Regions from separate parts of the Zea mays genome. Here region 1 is linked to region 2. The links are chromatin contacts, called in public Hi-C maps. All regions are on one chromosome and are shown on one strand. Each heading gives the region's core, a stretch centred on a gene start, on an enhancer-like site or on the middle of the called end of the contact. The rest is flanking DNA. Distances are from core to core; before and after follow the strand shown.

Region 1 (6,846 bases), core at 642-3,141, 190 kb before region 2:
CACAACAGCACCGACCATAGTGATGATGGTAGACCTTGCTGGACACGCCCGGTGCACTGGTTAAACTGCATGCCGCCGCTAGCTGGTGGTTGCATTGCATACTAGTCTCTCTCTCTCTCTCTCTCTCTCTCTCTCTCTTGATGCCATCACCTACAACAATGTTGAGATTTCTCTTCATGCCCTGACTGGCACATTCATGGGTGTGAGGCAATGCATGCATCTACCCATCTCGACGTGTATATGACCGGTTCCTAGCTCATCTCTCTAGTTGACTCTGGTTCCACACATGACATTACTTCCTAGCAGTTCGCTCGCATGGCTCGGCATCTGAGTTTGCAGCTCACCGCTCAGCATGGTTTCGACCGCGGGCGTGGTAAACATCGAGCGCGAGAAATGCTATATATATAAATTAAGTCTTACGGACATATAGTAAAGAAATCATCATTCTATGAGCAAAAATAACTTCTATTGGGCGCAATAAAATCCTTTAATATTTACAAAACGACAAATATAAATTGTAGTCAAACACTTATAGCCGCACTTGATACCAAGCTAAAAAGTTTTTTCTAACATTTTGCACTTGATATCACTTAGTGTCGGGTAAGATAAAAGTTTGGGACAAAAAAAAAAGACTTTAGAACCTATATTAGAGCAGTGGCTTCTTCGAGCTGTCAAAAAATTAACATTTATAGTCTCTTGATGAATGCGTCTATGGCGGCGTGGCCACGCAGGATTGTGGCAGCACGAAGATGTCAATTCATTTCATAGGTCTATATCGGTTCGTTTCTTAACCTCAAAAATATTTAATATAAACGGATACTTGATGAATACTCAGGGCGTGTACAACGTAGAGACCCTAAAATAGTTTTTCAAAATATAAGAAAAAACATTATATAACTCTAATAATCCTCTATATCATAAATAAATTTAAGAGACAATAAGTATAGAAAATCTTGAAAAGACGGACTTTTGATCTTTTTTTTATTTAACCGCCCTATACATCCCTCGAGAGACGCCTCAATTAAGGCCATGTACAATCACATTAATTGAGGGTTCTCTATGGGGTTAAGTGAAAGAAAATTAAGAGACGGTCTCTTCACGAAGACCCCCTCTCATCACGACTTTTTATACTTATTGTTTTTAACGGCATTTATGATCTATGGGCTTAAGGTTATATCATGTAGTCTCTTAGTTATCTCATATATTTACAAAACCGTTCTAGCATCTCTAGATTTGTACATGCCTTATAGTTAGAGGCGGGTCCCATAAGTTTGGAGGCTCCGGGCGGTTGCCCCTTGCTCACTCTATAGAACTAGCCCTAGACATGTTTAAATGGTCATGCCGGTCGGTCTGACCTAGACACGGCTAGGCTCGGCACGACGGGACTTAGTCTAAGCCCGACACGGTTTAGTATCATGTCGGGCCGACCTACGGGCTGTTTGAAGCGGCCAAGGCCTAGCACGGTTGTTCTTACATGGACCATGCTGACCAAGGCACGCCCGCCCTAGTAGTGGCAGGCTAGGCCCGAGCTTATAAACAGAAAAAAAAACACTACAAAATTCATATTTATTCTAAATTCAATAGATTACATTTAAAATTTTAGATACATACTTAAACACAAAATTTTATATAAGCACATAAACACATATCACATTTTATTATACTCCCATATAACAAACAGAAGTATAAGTATTATTATACCTAAAAATAGACTAGACGTTACTGAACTTCTTGTGCCTACACCGTAGACCATACTAGCGGTCCAAGCCCGACATAGCTACCGGACCACGTGTCGCCGGGCCGGGCCATTTGGCCCTGGGATCGATGTCCTGCTATGCCAGTGGCGAGTGGCGACAACCGAAGAAGAACAGCAGACCTCTGCATGTCATTGTCATTATGCTTATGCATGCGTAGTATTTGCTTCTTTCGGAGGCCTGTTTGTAAACCCCAGCAGACGACCAACCAAAAACCAATCCTTCTCGATCGGTAGATCTTTTCTGAGGCTCAGAGTAACCTTTTGTGGTTCTCTGTTTAAAATAGAGTTGCCAACTTTTGTGGTGTGGATCAGCTCACTTTGCGCGGCGGTGGCTGGCAGTAATACTGTGCATTCCTTCTTGGCGTGTTGCGTGTAGCATAGCATAGGAGCGTTGTGTATCAGCAAGAAGACGACCCTTGGTACTTGGTAATAGATGGCAGCACCTCCGTCCATGCCGGCGCCGCCGCCGCCGGAGCCAAGCGGAGGCATCGTATCCCCCGTGGCGGTGGTGGCCTCGCATTTCTGCGCGCCCTACGTGGTGCAGCTGGCGGTGAAGGAGAAGAAGGTGAGCCTCCGGGAAGGCGACTTCACCATCACCGACACCAACGGCGCCGTCGTGGTCACGGTCAAGGGTGCCTTGATCAGCATCCACAACCGCCGCCGCCTCCTCGACGCCGCCGGCAACCCCCTCCTCTGCCTGCGCGAGAAGGTACTGCGGCTAGGCAATTAATAGACCGAATCGAACATACAACAAGCAGCAATGGCTCTGCTGATCTGCATTGGCAGGTAATCAGCATGCACAACACGTGGGAAGCGTACAGAGGGGACAGCACGAGATCGAGCGACCTGCTCTTCACCGCCAAGAAATCCTCCATCATCCAGCCGTTCAAGACCGAGATGCTCATCTACCTGGCCTCCAACACCTCGCACGAGGCCTGCGACTTCATCATGAAGGGCAGCTTCAAGGAGAGGTCCTGCTCTTTCTACCTCGGCGGCAACAACTCCAACGCCTTGATCGCTAAAGTGAGTATATATAATATATATATACAAAAATGATGAGGTGCGCCGCTTCAGAGAGAATATTTTTTTTTCCCCATCCGCTTCGATCTGCAGATGCACCGCGAGCACAGCGCCACGAGCATGTTGCTGGGAAAGGACTACTTCAGCCTCACCGTGTTCCCGAACGTCGACTACGTGTTCATCTCGGCGCTTGTGGTCATCCTGCAGGAAATTCACACGGACAAAAATGACTGAATGCACACCACAGGTGTCATACATATGGTCATCCTTCTGTTCTCCCTAGTGTAACCTTATATAATAATCTTATGTATATTGAGGATTGCATATATAGAGACTTCAAAGCTTCTTCACTTCAAAGCTCCCTAGTGTAACCTTAATAATCTTACGCCCCGTTTGGATCACTGGAATTGAATTCCATTCTAATAATAGTAATTTAGGCATATATCAATTAAGCTAATTCACTTGTATACAAAATATATTTGTATACTATTATTAGCAAGATGTCCTAGATATTTATGTGCTACATTTTTACTATAGAGGAGTAGAACGAAGAGTGTCATGTAAGTTATAGATTAGAAACAAATTCTAATCATGCATAAAATCATTTCCTATCCTTCACCCTATGAATTTGAGATAGGCTTATATCTGAACTTTGAAAAGGGGTGGAATGCCAAATTCCAAACTAAATAAGTTATTTTATTGAGTGAATTCCAATTCCTTTAAAATGAAGGGATCCAAACGCCCCGTTATGTTAATTTGTTTGCCTGAATCATGGTTCTGGGATTCGAATGGCCAGAAAGTTCCTCTTTTCGTGGCCCAGTCAAGATCGCCGGCCCTTATGTTGATTCTCGGGCCCAAATCCTGCTTTGATTGTTGGCCCCACCGTACTGAAATGGACCACCAGAGACCGATGAATATATATAACCTGATATTTTTCCCCTTTATTACTCAAAAATAATACTCCCTTCGATTTTTTTATTTGACGTTTGTTAGTTTAAAGTTAAACTATACAGCATCAAATAAAAACAATGGAGGTACTATTTTTCTAGAAACGATACTATGATATTTGGGCACGGAAACCCTCTTTATACAAGTAAATATCTAGTCTGACGTGGCAGCTCGAATTATATATATTCTAGGCTGACCGACCAGTGATCTAGGATTGTGCATGTGAATTGAGAGAATTATTATTATTGGAACGCTTGTGCTCGACGAGGTGGCACGTATTGATCGAGTAACGGTGTCGTTGATTTAGATATCAAACCCTCCCGTCGTCAGCAATGAAGATGTACAAGTGTTGTTTTCTATTTCCCTTCCTGTACAGAGAGAGACAGAAGACAATGGTGGAGGATCTCTTCTCTTGTTACCATTATAAAGGGATACAAATTTGTTATACAGAGAAAGTACATTTAGTATTAGCCTGTATAACTTTTAATAGGGTTTTCTTAACACTCCCTTGCACGAATACTACGACTAACTCATGCCTTGTTAAAACTCCGAAAAAACTTCGTGGATATAAGACGAAAGAGTTTATAGTGTCGTTCCATGTATTACACTTATTGTCTCGTTAAAAAACCATGTGCGAGAAACTTTAGAGAAATTCACAATGGGAAAAAGAAGGAGTAGACGTTGTCTTTAGGACCATTTCAATGTATAACTTACTCTTCAGTACCAAGTAGTGAGGACTAATATTTAGAGGTGTCCTACTCCTTAGCCCTGCAGGTCTCTTAAAAGTCTCATCTATATATCTTGAATACTTTTTTTTTGAATATGACTGCAGAGAAGGATTTAGTAAACAAAATAGCTAGATTATCACAAGACTTGTCTTACATAATTTTCACCTCATCGTCGTTCAGGAGGTCATGATGATAGAAAAAATTTGGGAGAAATATGTTTAACCATATTACTATTTATATATCTTGTTTTCCATTTGTGTAAAACATGCCACATTATTTTTTTTAATATAATTGTGGGGATATTTATGACATCAAAACCATTTGACTTCTGGATGTGATTAGTCATTCGTGGTAGCCAAACACATTCTTGTGTGGCTTCATATAATGCGATTATCTCTAAGTGGTTAGTAAACTAAGCTACTAGTTTACGTTAGCTCGATCTACTTGATAAAATAGGGGAGTTGTTTAAGGGATTTAATAAAAATCGCAATGGTACTACAATGGTCAGCATGATATCACGTTTGACATCTCCGTAACAAATGTGCGTGAATCAGGTGTTTACCATAAAAAACCAAAGCCACGTGAGAGACGTCGTATTCATCATCATAAAAAACCTTAGAATGCATAAACAGTGTCAGTAGTAGGCATAAAACATAATCATAGAAGGCATAAACACGGATCTATGGGAGGATATCGCTGGAGGACGACCCAAAGGCCACCGGATTGGCGAACGCCTCTGAAGCAACTAGGCAACTAGACCGAAGGAGGTGGTCTTCGCCGAAGGACGCCCGAGACGCGCCGAATCGGAGGAGATCATCTAGTTATTGGAGGCACATGACTTTATGATAATCTATATATGAAAAGGTCAACCTTTTATTATTTTATTAATAATTTAGCTAAAATAAATTTTTAGTGCAGCATGTGTGCTATATATTTAGATTCATATACAAAAGTGTTTTAAGATAATAGTGTTTTTTTATTTATTGATGATATACTTTAAAAGATATAGATGATCAAAAGTTTTATTTTAAAGACCGTGTCATTAATAGCGGAGGGAGAGTATATAGAGAGACAAAGAGAGAGGCAGAGTGATAGTCAGGAAGAGAAAGGTCAATCATCTCGATTTATGTCAGATTGCTTTAATTTCCTTCCTGCTTTTGTTAAGAAGTAGCCAACAAAGCATACATTAGTGAAACTACAATTATTCCCGGGTGAAGTTGATCAAAACAGAATTATCTGCAAATATAATAACCACATATGCTAACTAGATTTGTTCTACTTGTTGCAGAAAAATATATGCTAGCTTTTACTGATCTTAGTTTGAAGAAGCATAAATTAATACATTTCTTTGAGTTTTCTATATTGTGCATAAATGCACAGAACACAACACACAGTAATGATGCATGCACATATATATAGCCACTTATTCATATAAAAAAAACCGAACCCCTAGATGATCTATATGCAAATAAAGCTGAACGACACTGGAAAGGGAAAGAGTCCAACGACCTATTATAGAACATTAACAAACACGTACGTACCACACCGACGAGCGATCCTGCACTGTGCAACAACTAACTAATCAACAACACCCAATGAACACCGCACGTAGTGCAACAGCTAATAATCCAGTAATCCACCGGTACGTCCGATCCGGCCGGGGCAGCTCATCAGAATCCGATCAGAAGCACAAGGTGGAAGAACGCGGCGACCGCCGCTCGTCGTCGCCGTCGACGACAACGACACCATGTTCGTTCCGGGCGACGCAGCGCTGCTGGTGATCCGTCGGCGACGACGACGGCGGTGACCGCCGCCTGACGTTCAGGCTCAGCCAGCCGATGATCCAACCTGCGGGAGGCCAAGAGGTTCTTGCTGGCCTCTGCTTCCTCGCGAACTTGTTGGCCTTGGACCGGGACACCGCCTGCTGGTAGGACGGCGGCGGCGAGATCGGCGGCACCGGCACGGCGCCGGCGGTCGACGAGGCCGGCGCCGGCGGGGTGACGGAGCTCTTGGGCGTGCCTGGCTTGGACTCCCACAGGAACGGCACGGTGCCGGCGCCGAGACTGTAGTATACCCGGAAGGACGCGTCGGCCACGGCCACGCTCGAGCGGTCCCTTGCGAGGATCCTCCTCGAGCTGAACAGCTTGGGCCCTTCTTGCTTAATACCGGAGGAGGAGCTCATCATCTGCTCTGCTGCTCATATGAGAGAGAAAGATCGAGATGGATGGATGGATGGATGGAAAGAGAAGTCTTGCGCTTTGCAGAGCTAGCTGGTTAGAACAAGTCGCGACGAGCTAGGTAGCCAAGGTGTGTGGCACAACAACATGTACACATTGAATGAGGGATGTGATTGAGAGTGAGTGAGGAGGGTGTGTGTGTATATATATATGGGGC
Region 2 (6,716 bases), core at 2,884-5,383:
GCGCGGGGGGCAGGGAGAACGGTTTCTCTCTTCTCCGACTAAAGTTTCCCGGGTTGCGAAAACCTAAAGGGAAAAGAAGGGAGCAGAGCGAAGAACCGTCACCGGACCCCCTCTCAAGTATATGAAGGCCAGGGCGAAACCGTTTCCAGCACACCGCCTAGACCGGTCGCGGGATTCAAAAAGCGCGAAGCGGTACAGCCGTTCCTCAAACGGCTCGCGCACGCGTAACGGCCGCCCCGCCAACCACTCGCCCCGTCGCATTAACTCCGCGGCGGGACAGGCGGCGCCTCTGACGGGAGGAACGCGCGACGTTTCGCCTTCGCCGTAATAGCCGCGTCAGAAAAGGTACGCCACGTCGTTCGATTTCGTATCCTTTTCCTTTTTCCTCTTTCTCTATCTCTTGCAACAGGGACCGGGAAAGGGGGATACCCCGAAAAGGATCCTTCTCCGCGAAGGAACCGGGCTCCGAGCCCCCCCCTACTGATCAGGGGTTCGAAGGCTGGCCCTCCGAAGGGTTCAACAGTCGCCTCAGATCGCGTGGGCCCGACACCCACTACTGGTCAGGGGTTCGAAGGCTAGCCCCCCGAAGGGTTCCATGGCCGCCTCAGGCTACTCGGGCTCCGCGCCCATTACTGATCAGGGGTTCGAAGGCTGGCCCCCGAAGGGTTCACAGTCGCCTTAGACACCGAGCGAGGGATGACCAGGGGTACGTTCGATACATAACCGAGGCTCGGGCTGCGCTCCCGAGATACCCTAGGACATTTCCGAGACCAGCGGGAACGATCTTGTAACGGAATCCCATCGGAGGGAGGCATCGAGCCCTCGGACCCCGTCGCCAGGGGACCGGGTCCGGCAAATCACCCGCGGGTACTTTTGGGCGTGCCTCTGGGCCCCTAGCCGACCCCCAACGAACGGGGCACAGACGTCCACTCGGATTACCCGCTTGCAGCTCACCGGAGACACCATGTTCGGTGCCCATCGAGGGTAACATGGCGCACTCCCCCCCTCCTCCTTGCGGAAAGGCGACGTAGGGGCGTATGTAAAAAGTCGAGTCTGTCCCTGATCGTCCTCTCGCCCTGTGCAGAGGCTCGGGGGCTGCTCTCGCAAAAACCGGCTCCGGCCGAACCGTTGACAGCGTCAACATACCAGCCCGAGAGCTTGGGCCCCGACCGTGCACCCGGGCTACGGCCAGTTCGCATGAGGGAACGACCAGACCAGCCGAAGCATTACGCAAGGTATTAAGACCTCGAAGGAGTGTAACCACTCCTCCGAGGCCTCGGGGGCTACACCCGGCGGGTGCGCTCGCGCGCACCCACCGGAACAAAATGCAACCGAGAAAGGCTGGTCCCCTTGCAAAAAAGTGCGACGAAAGCCTCCAAGCGAGTGCTAACACTCCCTTCGAGGCTCGGGGGCTACTGTCGGGGACCATAATTAGGGGTACCCTCAAGACGCCTAATTCTCAACTGGTAACCCCCATCAGCATAAAGCTGCAAAGGCCTGATGGGTATGATTAAGTCAGGGATCAGTCCACACGAGTGACTCGATCACGCTTCACCCGAGCCTAGCCTCGGCCGAGGGCAGCCGACCTCGAGAGACTTCCGTCTCGCCCGAGGCCCCCCTTTTTACGGCGGACACATCACCGGCTCGCCCGAGGCCTTGGCTTCGCTCAGAAGCAACCTTGACTAAATCGCCACACCGACTGACCAAATTGCAGGGGCATTTAACGCAAAGGTGGCCTGACACCTTTATCCTGACACGCGCCCCCCCGGCAGAGCCGAAGTGACCGCCGTCACTCCACCGCTCCTCTGACCAGTCTGACAGAAGGACAGCGCCACCTGCGCCACTCCGACTGCGGTGCCACTCGACAGAGTGAGTCTGACAGGCAGTCAGGCCTTGCCAAAGGCGCCACGGCGAACTCCGCTCCGCCCGACCCCAGGGCTCGGACTCGGGCTAAGACCCGGAAGACGGCGAACTCCGCTCCGCCCGACCCCAGGGCTCGGACTCGGGCTAAGACCCGGAAGACGGCGAACTCCGCTCCGCCCGACCCCAGGGCTCGGACTCGGGCTAAGACCCGGAAGACGGCGAACTCCGCTCCGCCCGACCCCAGGGCTCGGACTCGGGCTAAGACCCGGAAGACGGCGAACTCCGCTCCGCCCGACCCCAGGGCTCGGACTCGGGCTAAGACCCGGAAGACGGCGAACTCCGCTCCGCCCGACCCCAGGGCTCGGACTCGGGCTAAGACCCGGAAGACGGCGAACTCCGCTCCGCCCGACCCCAGGGCTCGGACTCGGGCTAAGACCCGGAAGACGGCGAACTCCGCTCCGCCCGACCCCAGGGCTCGGACTCGGGCTGAGACCCGGAAGACGGCGAACTCCGCTCCGCCCGACCCCAGGGCTCGGACTCTGGCTAAGACCCGGAAGACGACGAAACTCCGCCTCGCCCGACCCCAGGGCTCGGACTCCGCCCTGGCCTCGGCCGAACGACTTCCGCCTCGCCCGACCCCATGGCTCGGGCTCGGCCTCGGCAACAGAGGACAGACTCAACCTCGGCTTCGAAGGAGCCCCCACGTCACCCTGCCTAGGGCACAGACCCGCCACGTCAACAGGGAGCGCCATCATCATCCTACCCCGGATCGACTCGGGTCACGGAGAACAAGACCGGCATCCCATCCGGCCAGCTCCGCCGGATGGGCAATGATGGCGCTCCACCAGCTCTGTGACGATGGCGGCCCCCCAGCTCTCTTACGGAAGCAGGACGACGTCAGCAGGGACTCGACCGCTCCAACAGCTGTCCCTCCGCCAGGCTCCGTCGCACCTCCGACAGCCACGACATCACGCCAGCAAGGTGCCAAGATCTCTCCGGCTGCCACATTGGCATGTACCTAGGGCGCTAGCTCTCTCTCCGCTAGACACGTAGCACTCTGCTACACCCCCCATTGTACACCTGGATCCTCTCCTTACGACTATAAAAGGGAGGGCCAGGGCCTTCTTAGAGAAGGTTGGCCGCGCGGGACCGAGGACGGGACAGGCGCTCTCTTGGGGCCGCTCGCTTCCCTCACCCGCGTGGACGCTTGTAACCCCCCTACTGCAAGTGCACCTGACCTGGGCGCGGGACGAACACGAAGGCCGCGGGACTTCCACCTCTCTCACGCTCGACTCCGGCCACCTCGCCTCTCCCCCCTTCGCGCTCGCCCACGCGCTCGACCCATCTGGGCTGGGGCACGCAGCACACTCACTCGTCGGCTTAGGGACCCCCTGTCTCGAAACGCCGACAGATACGGTCGGTTGGCGTGGCGATCTGGTCAAGGTTGCTTCTCGGCGAAGACTGGGCCTCGGGCGAGCCGAAGGTGTGTCCGTTGCTTGAGGGGGCCCTCGGGCGAGACGTGAATCCTCTGGGGTCGGCTGCCCTTGCCCGAGGCTGGGCTCGAGCGAGGCGAGATCGTGTCCCTTGAGTGGACCGAGCCTTGACTTAATCGCACCCATCAGGCCTTTGCAGCTTTGTGCTGATGGGGGTTACCAGCTGAGATTAGGAGTCTTGGGGGTACCCCTAATTATGGTCCCCGACAGATACAACATTAGAAACCACATTATCAGGTAAAAGCTTAACACAACTAAACACCTTATGGCTAAGATATTATAATATTACTAAAAATGTAGTATTACTTTAAAACTATTAAAAATACTTTCCTTTTAAATAGATTATATTGTAAAAGAGAGTCTGTTTGTTTCAGCTTATTTTCAACTTGCCGCCAGAAGCTACTGCAGAGTGCCAAACACCAAGTTTTTCAAGCCAGTTTTATGAGAATCGCTTTGATGAAAACCGTCCAAAATCAATGTAAATATATAATCGGCTGAGTCATCGCAAATTCGAATAGAAATTCGTGACTTTCTAGATCCTAAACCTTATAAACTATTTTATTTTTCTCCACACGTAATTTTCACTCTACTCATATTAAAAAAAATCTATAGATGACACTGATACAGTCTAGCCCAAATTGCTTAACAACATAGGCCCAATCAGCCGACACAATTGGCCCGAGGCTACCGGAGCCCACACGTGTCCTCAGTCCTCACCAACGGCTCTTTCTCTCTCTCTCCCCCTTCTCCTTCTCCCTTCTCCCGTCTGCATTCCCAACGGTCAAATCATCCCCGTCTCTCTCTTGAAAAAAAATCTCCCGGAACCAATCACAATCACAAACGCAGGCGCAGGGAGGCGAGTGCGGGCATGGCCAGGAGGGGAGCGGCGGCGAAGGGAACCTGGAGGCCGAGGAGGAAACCCTCGCGCGCGCAAGCGGATGTCGACGGCGACGCGGTACACCGCGGCGCCGAAGGCGGGCGCCCTCCGCCAAAGGGACACACAACTGCCACCGGCAGCGGCGGGTTTTTCTGCTGCTACCTGCTCCGGTCCCTCTGCCCGCGCAGCAAGGGCCGCACCTACATCGGCTTCACGGTGAACCCGCGCCGCCGGATCCGGCAACACAACGGCGAGATCGTCAGCGGCGCGTGGCGGACCCGGCGCGGCCGGCCCTGGGAGATGGTGCTCTGCATCTACGGCTTCCCCTCCAACGTCGCCGCCCTCCAGGTACGCCGCGGCTCCTCGACCCCAGCTCGCCCGGTCTTGGCCTCTGCCTTTTCGAACAGAAATCTTGCTGTTTAGTCTCGCTGATCTGAATTCTGAAAAGCACTACTGTTTCTTGGCGTGCGCTCTGCAGTTCGAGTGGGCGTGGCAGCACCCGACGGAGTCCCTCGCCGTGCGCAAGGCCGCCGCCGAGTTCAAGTCGCTCGGCGGCATCGGCAACAAGGTCAAGCTTGCGTACACCATGCTCAACCTCCCCTCATGGGAAAGGTAAGCAAAAGCCGCCCCCTTTGCCTCTCCCCTCCTTCGATCTCCGTCCCTGTGTCTGCATTTCTTGGCTATTCGTTCATGATAGTCTTGTTATACTGATGTGGATTGTGTGTGATGTTGTGTCGTCAGTCTGAACCTGACGGTGAACTTCTTCTCCTCGAAGAACACCAAGTTCACCACCGGCTGCCCGTCGCTGCCGAGCCAGATGAAGGCTGTCGTGTGCGGTATGGAGGATCTGCAGTGCCAGCCCGACGGCCCGTCATCCGAGGAGGATGACAATGACATCCGCGACGAGTCCCAAGATAATGGGGAAGAACCGCCTGACTCGCCTATCCGAGATGGATTTTCATATTCTGACTACTGTTTCCAGCAACCGTCCTCTGATCAAGCGCAGCCGATGGACGAGCAAACCATAAGTGCAGGTTCTGGTGTCGAGGATGACTTTGTTGACGAGTTCGCTTCTTCGATGGAAAGGAGCGAAATCCTTGGCACAAGAAGAGGACTGAACGGACCAAGAACATCGCCTCTATGTTCCTTGGGCGCGTGCAGCAACGATGACGGATTGGAAGAAGAGGCAGGACTGATGTCTCCATTATTGATGCCCAATGCTAGCTCAGATGCTGGTGACGGCCGCCATATCCTCAACGGAAACCACGTGGTGGACTTGGTTACCCCGACTCCACTAGGCCGGCTCCGGAGAAGAGACTGTATTTCCAGCATCTGTCCAAAGATCATTGATCTGACGTCCTCGCCTATTGTCATTCAGTTGTAGTGTCTTGTATTAGACTGACTTCATCAGGTCCTCTAAACGATCATGTACTCTAAATTATAGAGGACACCATCATCCTCTACTTCATCCAGCAGTATTCTTTAAACTGTCCTCTAAATTTAGAGGACACTGCTAGATCATCGATATATATAGTTTCTCTATTCTCTCCTGTATCCATTTGAATACTTTAAACAACTAGTTTAGCAAAATTAAAATATGTACAATACATTTGAGAGTATGACAAATACGTATGTACAAAAAATAAAAAATGTCTCTAATATAATTATTTGTGTATAGATAATGTGATTTAGAGGATTTTGTTGGAAAGGAATGAGATATAGATAATGAAATCTTTTGGAGGAGACTGAAAATAACAGATATAGATGATATATATAGAGGACGTTGCTGGAGACAGTCTTAGCGACACTTTTCAGTGTCATACCATGTATAAGTTAAAGAGTATAAGACAGATAAACATAGGAACATGGACATTCTTGTGTTACAAGCTTTCAAATAGTATTTCTATTAAGCAAGGCATTAGGCATATGAATGGGTGTGGCACTGCAATTGCTAGTTCTCTTCTTTTTAACGAAGCATTGCTGTTTTCTTGAAAGGAGGCTACCATGAGTACATGTTTCTTAGTGTTGTTAATAGAGATTGTACCGAATTATGATTTTTTTCTGTGACATGATGTTTTTCGCCTTTTCAGTTCATTTTGTTTCTGGTGAAACCTACACAGATACATCTGGTGAAAGAAGGCTACCATGAGTACATCAACTTTTTTGCACCAGAGGTCGACTTCTCTTTTTTTCCATGGTTAAAACTCTATTGCATAAGAGCATCTCCAAGAAATAACGCAAAAGCTTCCCAAAAACAATTTTTGACAGCGAAACATCGTTTCCATTTACTCCAACAGGCTCTCCTTCCTTCCCCACATATTTCGGCGCATATTTCGGCGCCACGCAAACCAGGGACCGCAGATATGTGCGAGTGGGATCTCCCCATAAATCGCTTGTGCGTGTGCATCCTTGTGAGTGCCCGCGTTTCCTAGTCGTGCGCGCGCTTTTTTCCTTGGCTGCGGGAAGCTGTGAAGCGTTCGTGG

What was found. Hi-C and Micro-C count contacts between places; a contact is called where the count stands out from the background.
Region 1: a contact with region 2 is called in a Hi-C map of ear, with 3 times the contacts expected there. The contact joins the promoter of LOC103632138 here to the promoter of LOC100193415 in region 2. A contact is called at or near these places in 3 of 25 Hi-C or Micro-C datasets (ear, endosperm and leaf).

The regions. Positions count from the first base shown.
Region 1 is chr7:22,386,839-22,393,684 of Zm-B73-REFERENCE-NAM-5.0, reverse strand. It overlaps LOC103632138 (protein LURP-one-related 10), which reads left to right and starts at 1,891. Exons shown (of 3, transcript XM_008653976.4): 1 at 1,891-2,465; 2 at 2,543-2,779; 3 at 2,870-3,126. The coding sequence starts at 2,190. The coding sequence ends at 3,010. It overlaps LOC100277591, which reads right to left and starts at 6,804. Exons shown (of 1, transcript NM_001151109.2): 1 at 5,770-6,804. The coding sequence starts at 6,637. The coding sequence ends at 6,134.
Region 2 is chr7:22,198,942-22,205,657 of Zm-B73-REFERENCE-NAM-5.0, reverse strand. It overlaps LOC100193415, which reads left to right and starts at 4,133. Exons shown (of 3, transcript NM_001138538.1): 1 at 4,133-4,581; 2 at 4,712-4,845; 3 at 4,975-5,785. The coding sequence starts at 4,225. The coding sequence ends at 5,617.